3 separate regions of the Mus musculus genome follow, and all the other regions are linked to region 3. Evidence: chromatin contacts called from public Hi-C and promoter capture Hi-C data. All regions are on one chromosome and are shown on one strand. The core of a region is the stretch at or near the end of the contact, and the rest is flanking DNA. Distances in the headings are between cores, read along the strand shown.

The links. Promoter capture Hi-C pulls out the DNA fragments that hold promoters and counts their contacts. A called contact is a pair of places that touch in the nucleus more often than the background predicts.
Region 1: a Hi-C map of B cells shows a contact between it and region 3, with 7 read pairs. The contact joins the enhancer-like site here to the promoter of E130304I02Rik in region 3. A contact is called at or near these places in 9 of 39 promoter capture datasets (the 3T3-L1 cell line, 3T3-L1-derived adipocytes, the C10 cell line and 5 more), 1 of 484 Hi-C or Micro-C datasets (B cells), 4 of 115 datasets of contacts at active chromatin or transcription factors (astrocytes, embryonic forebrain, fibro-adipogenic progenitors and 1 more) and 1 of 9 other capture datasets (adipose tissue).
Region 2: a contact with region 3 is called in a promoter capture Hi-C map of liver, with 4 times the contacts expected there. The contact joins the enhancer-like site here to the promoter of E130304I02Rik in region 3. A contact is called at or near these places in 4 of 39 promoter capture datasets (hippocampal neurons, liver, maxillary cranial neural crest and 1 more), 1 of 484 Hi-C or Micro-C datasets (B cells), 2 of 115 datasets of contacts at active chromatin or transcription factors (double positive thymocytes and embryonic forebrain) and 1 of 9 other capture datasets (adipose tissue).

The regions. Positions count from the first base shown.
Region 1 is chr7:38,082,154-38,086,718 of GRCm38.p6, reverse strand. All of the region lies in intron 3 of Gm30771 (a long non-coding RNA gene), which reads right to left. Among named protein-coding and RNA genes, the nearest start is that of Gm30684, 22 kb to the right of the region's middle. Within about 2 kb of position 1,723, at least 164 of the 459 cell types and tissues checked have an H3K27ac peak or open chromatin away from gene starts, as enhancers often do. A contact at or near this core is called in B cells, forebrain and hippocampal neurons, where this site is marked.
Region 2 is chr7:38,199,334-38,203,927 of GRCm38.p6, reverse strand. No RefSeq gene overlaps it. Among named protein-coding and RNA genes, the nearest start is that of 1600014C10Rik, 18 kb to the right of the region's middle. Within about 2 kb of position 2,802, at least 101 of the 459 cell types and tissues checked have an H3K27ac peak or open chromatin away from gene starts, as enhancers often do. A contact at or near this core is called in B cells, adipose tissue, embryonic forebrain and 2 more, where this site is marked.
Region 3 is chr7:35,800,630-35,805,025 of GRCm38.p6, reverse strand. E130304I02Rik (RIKEN cDNA E130304I02 gene) reads right to left here and starts at 2,434. Exons shown (of 3, transcript NR_033567.1): 1 at 2,005-2,434. Zfp507 (zinc finger protein 507) reads left to right here and starts at 2,037. Exons shown (of 7, transcript NM_177739.3): 1 at 2,037-2,192; 2 at 3,498-3,588.

The DNA.
Region 1 (4,565 bases), core at 474-2,973, 2.3 Mb before region 3:
TCGGGGTTGGGCACAACTCAGCAGGGTTCTGTTAATTCTTCCTTTCCGCTGTGTCCTAGGGCTCCCAGTGTTTTGGCTTCCATATACCTTTTCCTCAACTTCACTCAGAGTAAAGAGGCAGTCCGAAGGAGGGTCTTCCCTAGCCAAAACTCCAAATTCTCTACAGAAAGCCTTTGTGCACCACGGAGCAAACCACACGGAGTGAGCCCAAAACCCCATGGCTGTTCTGGGAAGCACGGGCACAACACACGTGGTTGAATGTGCAAGGGCACTAGTTAGAGGGCATGGGGAGATTAAAAACAAAAGCATCATCTCAGAGGGACATATTGAGGCTGGAATGTTGGTAAATGAATCTGGAGAAACTGAACAAAACGGAGGCTCAGCAATTTGCCCAAGGTCAGACACTGAGCCTGGCTTCAGGGCCTACAGCTACATTGAGCTGCCTCGGAGCCTTAGCCTTAGATTAATGGAATGTCCCATTAACAAGCTCCTGAACCCTCAAACCCAAAATTGGGAGGGGCCCAGGTATGGGTTTTCAGGGCCGCAGGACCTAGCCGCTTAAGCCTGAAGAGGGCGCGCATTCCTCTCCGGGACTGCTGGCAGCTCAGCCTTTCTGCCTGGAGCACGCTTCCTACCAGTCCCAAGCACTCGGGTCCCCCCTTTTAGGCCTCCTCGGGCCCGCCAGTCCGGGATGACAGCTTGGCTGGGCCCCACGCCTGGACTGCGCCCGGTACGGCGCCTCCCCCCGGTCACGCGGCACAGATGGGAGAGGAGGAGGACGAGGAGGAGAGGAAAGGAGGCCCTTTGGGGCAGAAGGGTAGGAACCCGCTGCACTGGGCGTCGCCTCTGAAAGGGGCTCTGTGCGGCTCGGGGAGAAGAAAGGGGCAAAGAAATGGAGGAGGAGCTGTGTAAGGAGCAGTGATGCAGGCTCAGGTGTCCGGACCCCACCGCAGTGTTCCAGCCACACCCAGACGGAAACCATGGTCGACGGTTTGGCCTGCGCCCGTCTCTAGACTGCTAGCTGGGGGAGCAGGCACCCCTGTCACCTCATTGTGCACGGAGCAATAGGCCTCGCCATGTTAGCCAGACCAAATGTAGCCCTTAGGGCAAGGGCAGAACGTAGGAGTCGGAGCCCAGAACCTCTTGCCACGCAAGCCACAAAGCAAGGCCCAGGAGCCCTGCTGTCCAGGGCAGATCTTGGTGGCGCCACTTTCCAGCCACGTGGCTTGGAGCAAGTTTCTTTACTTCATCTGTGAAATGGGAGAGCGCGCACGTAGTGGGGTTATTATGTAGGGGGGTTTCGTCCCCTAGGGCTGGGCCTGCCTTGGTCACAGCTCTCACCAATGCAGCGGGATAAAGAAACTGAAGTTGGGGACAGAACCAGGCCGCCCCAGTCCCGCGCCGCCCAAGACCTCCATGCGCGCGCGCGCGCGCACCTTACCCGCCTCCTCCTTCGGAACCCGCAGCCCCGCCCTTCTGGCTCAGGCTGAGCTCCACGTGCGGCGTGTTTACACACGTGACTCCAGGGCCCGCCCACCCAGCCTCCGCCTCCGATCCGACCCCGCCCCTGTCCCCGCCCCATGTCCTCTGCGGCTGCGCGGCGTCGAGCTAACGCAAAGCGCCTCTGTAACAGAGCCAAAGCGTAGGTGGATCTCTGGGTAGGCGGGACTTTGGGCCTCCTCGTGGCTTCCTCGCGCACCGCGAGGGGGGCGGGACTGGACGGTCACGGGCGGGGCCAAGTGTGAGCGCAGGCTCTAGGCAGGGCGTCGCGTGGGCGGGGCTGAAGAGAGCTGGGCGGTGGCGCTGGGGTCCGGCGCATGCGCAGGCACACCAAGCTGTACAGCTTTCAGACCTGCTTTCGCCACGTTCCTAGTCCTGCCCCTGTGTAGGCTGAACCAGGTAGAACTAAGAAGGACACATTGACGCCCACATTTCACTGCGTTTTGGGCAAAGACGGGCTCTCCAGGATTCTCTTCCCTTGCCCTCCTGCTATTTCTCCCTTTCTTCTGGATTGGTTCGGTGCAGGCCTGTTGTGGCATCCTGTTTGTCTTTGATACCTTACCAGTCATACCATTGAAGCTCATTACACCTTCTCTTTTTCCTCTCTCCCTCTCTTCCATCTCTCTCCTCCGTTACTTCCCACCCTCTTCTTTCTCTCTCATACTAGGGATTGAACCTAGCCCTGAAGCGAACTGTCCTTGTACCGTACCGCCACCCCACTGGGTCCAAAGAATTTCAGCACCTACATGATGACACAAGTGGAAAATTGCTTCAGTACCGTGCCTGCCTGCCTGCTGCCATTTTTACTTTTTCTTTTTAGAAACCAAGTTTGCCCAGGCCTGCCTTGAAGTCTCTTCGTAGACCCAGGCTAGCCCTGAAGTACCTCTGTTAGGCCCAGGCTGGCCTAGAATTTGTGATCCTTCTGCCTCAGCGTCCCAAATAGCTGATATTTACAGTCAAACCCAGCTTCCGTAAACCCTAAGCAGACTCCGAGATCGTGCTTTATCCCTCACCACTAGCAGACTTCCTCCTAGATGTATCACAAACCCTTTTAAGCCAACATATATGGAGTGAGCCCCTTTTTTCTCTGAACTTTGTGTCACACCCCATTTCTGCAGTGCTTAGCACTGCAATCCACCTTCTCAGGAGGTTAGGCCTCAGACAAAGACAATTAGTCTTGATGACTGAAATTTAAATGCCTTGTAATCTCCCTTCCTAACCAGGGAGCATTCGGGAAACAGAGGTGGCCAGATCTCTAAATTCAAGGCCAGCCTGGTCTACAGAGCTTGTTCCAGGACATCCAGGGCTACACTGAGAATTCTTGTCTTGAGGGGGAAAAGAAAGGATCTCCCCTCCCTTCATTGTCTGCTACACTCATGTCTGTGACTCCAAAAGAGCCTCACACTGTATCTGTTTGGATTTTTAGAAGATCTGCCATCCTGTTTGTCTTTCCTCAAGTCTAGCTAACATTTCTAAATGATTGCATTAATTATCTGTAGGGAGAAATCCAAACCTCTTCATTAAAAGAAAGACAGGAAAAAAGACAAAGGTGTCTTTGGCTCTCCCTCTTGGTTCCAAGACCACCAAAATTATCAAAACTGAGGATACTAAACCTTTACAGAGGATAATGTAGTATCTGCTTATAACCTGTATATAGCGCTCTGTGTCTCTAGAGTATCATACTTAATGCCATAATATATATTATATATTATGCTCTATTGTCTAGGGAAAAACATAATTTGGAATTTTCTATGGAAATTTTCTATGGGATGGTGTGTATGGTATGTATACACCTGCGTGTTCCCATGCAGGTGTGTGTGTGTGTGTTTATGTAGCTGTGTATGCAAGTACTGGTTTGTGTGTATGCTCCTGTGCAGATGTAGATGTGTTTATATGCAACTGAATATGCAGATGGAGGTGTGTTTGTTCACTTTTGTGTGCAGGTGTGTGTGTGTGTGTGTGTGTGTGTGTGTGTGTGTGTTTCAGAGGACTATTTCCTGTGGTGTTCCTCAGGACAGAGTGACTCACTTGCCTAGAAGTTGCCAAGTAGGCTAGTGTGGCTGCCAGCAAGCTCTAGAAATCCTATCTCAGCTCTGAAACAGTGTGTGCAAACTTGGACCCCTGTGTCTGGCTACTGCTTACTTATTTATTTTAAAATGTGGGTTCTGAAGTGCAAACTTAGGTCTTCACTCTTGCAAGGCAAGCCCTTTACTGATGAACTGACAGACTCATCTATCTATCTATCTATCTATCTATCTATCTATCTATCTATCTATCTATCTATCATGCACTCAATTCTCTCATAGAATCAAAGGTTGCTACATCAAATTAGTAGCTGGCTAATCTCCACCCAGCACAGGTCCACATTAAAAAAAAATCAGAAACATTTCTGGCCCGAAGCATTTCAGATAAGGAATATTCATCCTATTGTAATTGCTTTTAAATCTTGATGACTGGCTCTGAAGACAGAGCTCAGTGGTTATCACCACTTGCTCTTGAGGGCTGGAGGTTGGTGTACATGGTGCTCACAATAGTCTGTAACTTCAGTTCCAGGAGATCTGGACCTCTTCTGGACTCCTCTAGCAACCCCCCCCCAACACACATAATTTTAAAAAAGATTTATTTTATGTATATGAATGCTCTATCTACATGTACACCTGCATGCCAGAAGAGGGCATCAAATCTCAGTATAAATGGTTGTGAGCTACTATGTGGTTGTTGGGAATTGAACTCAGGGCCTCAGGAAGATCAGCCAATGCTGTTAACCGATGAGCCATCTCTCTAGCCCCACATGATGTTTTTAAAATAGCAATAGGGTCTGGAGAAATGGCTCAGTAGTGAAGATCACTGGCTGCTCTTGCAAAGGTCCTGGGTTCAATCTCCTGCAGCTCACAACCATCCTTTTTTTGTTTGTTTTTTTGTTTCTCTTTCTATTCTATTCTTCCCCACCCCACCCCACTCCCACCCCCGAGACAAGGTCTCACTATGTAGGTCTGACTGTCCTGGAACTCACTACGGAGAACAAGCACCTCCAGCTCACAGAGATCCACCTGCCTCTGCCGTGC
Region 2 (4,594 bases), core at 1,553-4,052, 2.4 Mb before region 3:
TTTGTTTTTTTTTTAATATGGAAGAAATGATACACGTGTCCATATGGGGGATAGAGCCAGCAGAAAGGAAGAAAGAATGACAAAGAATGACTTGAAGAATGCAGGAGATGGCTGAGGGGGAGTCCTCAGGTGGGAGAAGGGACTGAGTCTCATTCCCAGGGAAGGGGACTCTGTTGTTAGTGAGCTAGGTCAGGTGATGTGGATGCAGATTAAGTAGTGGGCATTCACTTCTGATCCCTTCCCTCTCCTTTCTGAAGCAAGAAGCAGAGCGAGAAGACAGAAGGCAAAACAGGAGCCAGAGTTGAGAAGAGAGTGGTTTAAGAACGGATGTTAGCCAGGCATGGTGGTGCACGCCTTTAATCCCAGCACTCTAGGCTGAGGCAGGGGATTTCTGAGTTTGAAGCCAGCTTGGTCTACAGAGCAAGTTCCAAGACAGCCAGGGCTACACAGAGAAATCCTGTCTCAAAACAAACAAACACACACACACACACCACAACAAAAACCAAACAAAGCCAAGAATGTATTGCTAGAACCCAGCCTCTGCTCAGACCACAGTGTCTGCAGCAGCCCTCCTTCCCGATGTCCACAGGCTGATGCAGGTCTGTGGGTCCCTGGCTGACAGACTCCCCAGGGCTAGGATCTCTCACCTGAGAAGTGAATTTCTATCAAAGCAACACATCGTGCTCTCCACCCCTTCCTTCCCTACCCACTGTCAGAACTGCAGAGCTTGCTCGGTGTAGTCTCTTATTTCGGAACCCTGTCCTCTGAGAGCTATTTCTCCCTCCTCTGCCCCTGGGGCTCTGATCTCTTCAGAGACTCACACCATATTGTCTGTCTCTGGTGCTAAGGTCTGAACTCTCTTCAGAGTCCCTGTTTCTTATGTTTTAAAAGTTATGTCCAGTGTGTGTGTGTGTGTGTGTGTGAGTCAGAGGATAACTTGTGCGAGTCCATTCTCTCCTTCCACCATGTAGGTCCTAAGGATCAAGCTCAGGCTGTCAGGTGGCAGTGCCTTTTTTTTCCCGGCTTTATTACCTCACCAGCCCTAGTTTTTCATGGTTTTGGAGATAGAAAACCAGGGACTCAGGTTGGCCTGAAATTCATAATCCTTTTGCCTTAGCCTCCTGAGTGTGCTGGGATCACAGATTTGCATGAACACACTGGGCTCTTCTTTAATTAATTAACTAATGGATTAATTTAGCTAATGTGTGCATGTGTGGTTGTGTGATGCTGTGTGTGCATGCACTCTTATACCACAATGTGCGGAGAGGTCAGAGGACAATTGGCAGAAGTCAGTTCTTTCTTTCTACCCTGTGGCTTCCAGAGATCAAACACAGGTCATAGCCGCAAGCGCCTTTGCCCATTGAGACTCAACACTCAGTACTCTTTTTCTTTTCTTTTTCTTTTTTTTTTTCGAGGCAGGGTTTCTCTGTATAGCCCTGGCTGTCCTGGAACTCACTCTGTAGACCAAGCTGGCCTCAAACTCAGAAATCCGCCTGCCTCTGCCTCCCAAGTGCTGGGATTAAAGGCGTGTGCCACCACACCCGGCTACTACTCTTTTTCAAAGAGTGCAATTATGCTGGGAATGGTAGTCCACGCTGTTAGTCCCAGCATATCGGAGGCAGAGGAAGGGGTACTGTTGAGAGTTCAAGGCCAGCTTGGATTACATAATGAGCTCCAAGACAACCAGGATTACATAATGAGACCCTGTCTCAGTCAGTCTGTCACGGGGCTGGAGAAATCCCACTGAGATTAAAGAGCACTGGCTGCTCCTCCAGAAGACCCAGGTTCAATTCTTAGCACCCAAATGGTAGCTCAAACCATCTGTAACTCCAGCTCCATTTGACCCCCTCTCATCTGGCCTTCCTGAGGGCACCTGTACTTACGTGCACAGACATAAATAAATAAAAACTAAAATAAAACTTTAAATATGTACATTGATGTTATATTGTATTATTACATTTGTTACAGGACCTTATCATATATCCCTGGCTGGCCTGGAATTTGCTAATGTAGACCAGGCTGGCTTCAAATTCAGAAATCATTGCCACCACTCCCAAAAAAACTAAATCTAATTTTCTGTTTTTAAGTAAAAATTAAGGCAGCTGGAGAGATGGCTCAGCAGTTGTTTTTTTTTACAAAGGATCTAGGTTCAATTTCTAGCACCCACAGGGCGACTTATAACCGTGCATAACTCCAGTTCCAGAATGCACAAGAATCAGACATGCAATGTGAGCAAAATACTAATGCACATAAAAAATAAAGTCTTAAAACCTTGATAAAAAATTTAAAAGTCTAAAATAATAAAGTGAATGGCTATCACATCAACAACAGAAAAACACCCTTGGTGGAAACCCTTCATCTGCCAAGACTGGGATAGCCAGAACTAACCCCAAGGCTGTGATTCAGCTAGCCAGGGCAGAACTCAGCCTTCTAAGCCACCATTATCTTAATGGCCTCCGAAGCCTTTCCCGGCTAATGAAGCCACTTATCTCCTCCCTCCCAACAAACTGTAGACACCAGACAGACCCAGAATGAGATGAATCCTGGTATTTCTTAATTACCATATGTTGATTGCTCGGAATGAAGAAACATCCAGTTTTGTATGGAAAAAAAAAAAAAAAAGGCTGCAGCAGGAGATCCAGCCTATGTTCTTTCTACTCATGGCGTCTTAAAACCTCAGGAAGTGCTCAAACCCTTTGCACCCTAGCTCATAAACCAAACCCCCGCTGTGGCGGCATCCTGGGCTTTGCATGCTGATCAGTAGAGGGCGCTGCGGCCCGAGCTGCAGAGCAGAACAGCGAGTGCGCAGTTCGCCGCTAGATGGCGCCTCATAATCGTCGCTGAATGGTCGCCTCCAGCCCTAGCCTCCTGCATCCTTCCTTGGCCATGGGGTCTTACTCCTACATCCTTGGCTATGGGACCTCTGCCCTGCATCCTTAGTCATAGTTCCTTCGCCCTGCAGCCCTCCCGCCCCCTTCCTTCCAGGCCCCGGCTGCATCTCCAAACACAGAGTCAAAGTCAAATCTGGCTGAAAATACACCATCTGCCTGTGGGGGAAAAAAAAAATCTCGCTGGCGCTGTCACGTCAGCACCCGACGCAGGTTAATAACCGGCCTCGGAGCAGATGGCTGCTTTTTTATAATTACCGGGTCCCGGTCTTAGCTTACTCCCCTCTGCTTCCTTCCCAGCGGGAGCAGGTGTGTGTCACACCACCGTGTGTGCCCTGCCACCTGCTGCTACCAGCTACTAGTGGAGACACAGCCCTGTAGGGAGTCCCTTCTCAGGGAGGCCTGGACCTAGATTAAACAGCAGAGTTTAATAGAGAGGACACGAGACCAGCACGCCAAAACTTGGAGGGTAAATTCATGAGAGATTTTGATTGAACAACACATACTTTTAAATCCAGCTATTTCGCTCTGGAGGTATCTGTCATAGTCCAAAGATTCTATCACAATCCAAATTTCGAAGATACACAAGCTTGTTCCTGCAGCGCTTGGATGACAGGAACTTGCCTAAAAGGCCACCCTTGCACAATCCCAAATGCTGTAGTATAAAGGATATTGTGTAACCATTGCCAGGGTTTCCAAGAAGTTTAGAATAATTTTTCTTTTTTTTTTAAGATTTATTTTAATTATATGTGTACACTGCAACTGTTTCCAGACACAGTAGAAGAGGGCATCAGATCCTTTTACAGATGGTTGTGAGCCACCATATGGTTGCTGGGAATTAACCACTGGGCTATATCTCTCCAGCCTCAAGGACTGAAGACACATGGTGGTTCACACCTGGCTGTAAATCCAGTTCCAGGGGATCTGACGCCCTCTTCCCGCCCATGTGGACATTAGGCACACCTGTAGTACACTGACATACATGTAAGCCTAACACCCACACACACACAAATACATACATACATTTTAAAAAGAAATATGAAGTTGGTGGTGCATGCTACAGAGGCAGACGGAGTACAGTTCTCTGGACTTTTCTAAGTTTTCAGCAAGAAAAATCAGTTACAAATAAAAGGAGATGAATAGTTTCTAAGAATTGTTCTAAAATACAGAGTTGAAGGTGGGCATGCCTGTAATCTTAGAACATAGGTGGCCGAAGCAGAAGGATAGTAGTTCGAGACAAGCCTTTAACTACACAATGAAACCCTATCTCAAAAATAACTCCAATCTAAACAAAATCAAACCCGTTAAGCCAAGGCCAACCCCCCAGAGCTAACCCCAGGACGAAACCATCTACAGTGGCTGGTTCCGAGCGAATCCAGACTGCTTCCTCTTACTGGTCACATCCTGGCTCCCCCTTTTTTTATATATATATATCTTTTTATTACATATTTTCCTCAATTACATTTCCAATGCTATCCCAAAAGTCCCCCATACCCTCCCCCCCCCCACTCCCCTACCCACCCACACCCCCCCCTTTTTTGCCCTGGCGTTCCCCTGTACTGGGGCATATAAAGTTTGCAAGTCCAATGGGCCTCTCTTTCCAGTGATGGCCGACTAGGCCATCTTTTGATACATATGCAGCTAGAGTCAAGAGCTCCGGGGTACTGGTTAGTTCATAATGTTGTTCCACCTATAGGGTTGCAGAT
Region 3 (4,396 bases), core at 1,185-3,684:
CCAAGTGCCCAGGCTGTTGCAACCTCCTCCTCTGATGCTGCCAGCCACCCCAGTCCCCTCAGTCCCCAGTACGCTCAGCTCTTGGGCACAAACCCAGCTTACTGCTGACATATCATCACCCTTCGCCTACAGTCTATAAAACTACCTCACCCTAGTCCGGATGCACGATTTGCCCCGCCCGGTTCTTTGCGACCCGACCCGTGGATCCCACCTGAGAACGGCATCTAATAAACCTGGCTTTATCTATCTCTAGTCTGGTCTAATCTGGTCTATATCTGCGTCATCTGTAGCGAGAAGAAGCCCATCCATGAGCTGAGGGGGTGTGAGCTGCCTGGCATGGGTGCTGAGAACCAATACGTCTTCTGCAAGAGCAGAATCCACTCTTAACCATTCAGTCATCTCTGTAACCCCCCAGCTGGTAAACTTTTATCCAGAGACACAGCAAATAAGATGGCTGCCGTACCTAAACCATTACTTTTTCGTATGTATTTTGACGACTCAAAACCCAACCTGCTTGAAGTGGGTTCTAAATATACCAGGAAACATCCAAAAGGTATCTCACCTAACAAGGCCAGCCTGGCGCTATCACTACGATCCTCCCTAAAGTCCTTCCTCTGGCCACGCCCACCCATTGAATCCAGACCCAAGCTCGTGGCTCTGCCATTCCTGCTAGCCCCTACCTGCCGGCTTATTCTTGGGTTGAAAGCTGGGTGAGATTGCTTCTCTCAGTTTGTATTCATGGTATTAGCACAGGACCCAACAGGGTTTGTTACAGCAGAGCAGATACTTCACGGAAACAGATCCAAACGACAAACATGACGGCTCGCTCGGAGTTATTACCGCAAGCTCACCAAGTCAGACCTTACAACTCCTGAAAAATCTTTCAAGGACCGCAAGAAGGTTCAGTTGGTAAAAGAACTTTCTATCAAAGCTGCAACCCGAGTTCAACCCTTGGGACCTACACGGGAGAAAAAGTGAACCAACTCCAGAAAATTGTCCTCTGTCTTCCACACACGAATCAATAAATGCTTTTTTAAATTTTAAACATAAAAAAAAAAAAGAAAGTATTTTTGACCCAGAGCCAGCACTGCCTCTCATCAGACATACGGTTAGGACCTCTACATTTTTCAGCATACGATGCCTGAAAAAAATAATAGCTCCAATTAGAGCCTGGTATGGTGGAGACACATCTACTCTCCCAAGCTACCCTGGAGGGCTGAGGCAGGAGGTTCACAACTTCAAATGTCTGCCTGGGCTAACTACATAAGGAATTAGAAGCCAGGATGAGTTGTTTCAGGAAACTCAATAGCTCAGTGGAAGAGCATTTATCTAGGAGGTATGTGGTTCAATGGGTAAAGGTACTCGCTGCCAAGTCTGAAGGTTTGAGTTCAATATCAGAACCCATACCATGGAAGGAAAGAACAGACTCCTGAAAATTCTCCTCTGACCACAAGTCTCCACAAATAACAATAAATAAATACGTAGATAATATTTTGTGTGTGTGAATGGCTTACTTATCTGTATACCTGAGCACCATGTGTGTGTCTGGAGTCTGTGGAGGTCAGAAGAAGGCCAGAGCTTCTGAGTCCCTGGAAGTGGAGTTACACATGGTTGTGAGCCACTGTATGAGTGCTGGAAACCAAACCTGTGTCCTCTATAAGAGCAACCACGGAGCCATCGCTCCAACCCTCGCTCCAGCCATCACTCCAGCCATCGCTCCAGCCCTCGATAAACTTTAAAAAAAAAAAAAAAAAAAAAAGTCCAGCCAGATTCACAAGCACAAGGATGTAAAGAACGATGGGGTAAATGAGGGGATGAAGAATGCCCCAGCAGGTTGAGGCCACAGTGGATATCAACTGAGTTCTAGACCAACACCAGCTCTGACAGGACCTGGATGGCCACAGCATCTGCCCAGAGCCTTAAGGCCCTTTCTGCCAGAGGGCGTGGTCTGTGGTGGCTCCACCCCACCACAGCCCCGCCCACGCCGCGCGCCTCCAGGCTCACCTGACCGGCTCGCCGCTCACGTGATCTGTCTCGGCGCCGCCATCTTGGAGCCACGGCCGAGGAAGGGGCAAAAAGGGGGAAAGAGAGGGAAAGGAGTCGGGAGCGAGGCGGACGAGGGCGAGGGTACGGTGGGGTCCCGGCCGGCCAAAGGAGGCTCGCAGGAGCAGCAGCCCGCCGCCCGACCGCAGGTACCGCGCCCCGGGCCGCCCCTCCGCTTGAGCGCCGCCGGCCATGTGCGGCCTCGCTGGTGACGCCCGCTTCCTCCTCGCCGGTGACGCCCGCGGCACTGCCACGCACCCGAGCCTGAGCTCCAGGGCCCTGTGTGTACTGTCGTCCCTCTGTCGGGCCTGTGGAGACCCCGGGCCCGCCGTGCCGCTGGGGGTGGGGGTCCCGTTGCTCCCCAGGTCCCGCTGAAGCGCCTTTGCCTTCTGGAGACGTGAAAGCGCTTAGGCCAGCCAGGATGGAGCTTAAGTTTCTTTAATCCCCCGTCCTTTAAGCACTGCGTGGTGTAGGAAATGCCAGCGCAAACGAAAAATAGCAATCGTGGCCTCCCACACGTACACATCCTCTGGGATTGACTGATCTTTCCAGAGATCGCTGAGACCATTGGTGAAAGTGCCCACCTTTCCAGACCTGGGGCATCCCGATCGTTGTTTGGAGTCCGAGGCCTGGGTGATTAATTAGGTCCAGGCAGCCACCCCCACCAAAGGTTGCTGACAGTGGACAGGAATTTGCTTTCAGTCTACATGGCCCAAGGCAATTACTGGATTTACCCCCTTTTCTGTCTGAGTTTGTACTTTCTACTCTACTGGTCTGATTCTGTGTATGGATTGCTATATTGATTAAAAAGAGAAAGTTTGACCCTTCATTCCTTTACCATGGTAACTCTGGAAACTCGGAGGATGCCCTAGCGGTGTACTAATTTTACTTAACTGTAATCGCTAAGTTACTTTCTAAGGGAACCGAATAAGCCTACTTTAAAGCAACAATAGGAAAACAGTAGCCAAAAAAAAAAAGGAGGACCAGGGCAGGAAACTGCTTTGGAGAATATATAGGTCAAGCCACGTTGTCGCATCTTTTCATGGTACTCTTCTGCCCACTGTGTTTGACTAATTTACATAATCACCCCTTAGGCTGTAATTTCGGTTAAAGTTAGAATAGCAATATGTCATTTATTATTCCATATTGGTTAGAAAATTATGTCAGTAAAAGCAGTAGTTTGCTGAGTGAATTACTTACATGGAGGGGGAGGTTTAAAATATACAATTGTTAGAAGTTTTCCAGGCTGATTTGTTTTAGCTTCTGCAAAATCCTCTACTTGTTAAGTAAATTATGTAAATTTGCCTCACACAATTACATTGCATGAACAGCTTTCCGAAATTTCTTTTCAATGTTAAGTATTGGAAGTTTCTTCACTGCCGAAATAAGTTACTGTGTTTCGCCCGCCAATGGAGAGACGTGTTTGATGGTGTTTATTTCCTTCTTGGCCACAGCTGGATTGTGAATATCGATCCAGGAGACTATCTGTTTCAGAAATTGATTGGAAAGACACTGGCTCTGCCACTAACAGCCATGTAACCTTGGGTAAGTCACTTACATCTCACTGAGATGCCTTATTTATAAACCGCCACCACTGTGACTGGACCCACAGAACTCTGAGCAAACGAAGCTGTTTGCTGCTGCCTAGCATCCATCCGGTGCTGTTACTTGATCATGCTCACCTTGAGCATGGAAAGGGAAATCGGTATACTAGGGAAAGCGTGGTTTGAGTTCTGAAGCCAGGCACTGTTTCACGTCTGTGAGCCTCAGAGGTGTTCCTTGACACTTTGTGTCCAAAGAAGGGCTTGGCCACCAGGAATTACAGGAATATTACAGGAAATGGACGCAGGCCTAATTCTGGGTTTGCAGCTCCAGGACAGGTGGTCTTCAGCGCTATGTTTGGCATGTGTGTTTCATAAATTACAATGAAGCTGAACACTACTTGATGTTAGCTACGACTGTGTTTTAATTGTAGCTGCAAAGTCAAAATATTGTCCCAGGCTAGGTGCAGGTAAGACACTCTATACTATGAAACCAGTATACTTCTGTATTTATACTCCAGTTTTTCTCTCAGTTGCTATTATTACATTGAGCTGAGAAGATTTTAAATAAATTGTAACTGACCTTTGTAAGATGTGAAGTAAAACTAGCTTTTAGGTTACTTTTAATAGGCAGTTTGTGATTCCATCTCTAAAAGTTCATCCAGCTTTCCCCTCACATTTCACACCAGAAGAAGCTAAAACAAAGAGTGACTCGCCTGGATCATGCAGCCAGGGCACTTCAGAGAACAGAGGAACCCTACCTTCTTTTGGCTAAAACAGATGTCTGAAAGAGTGTGAAATTCATTGGCCAT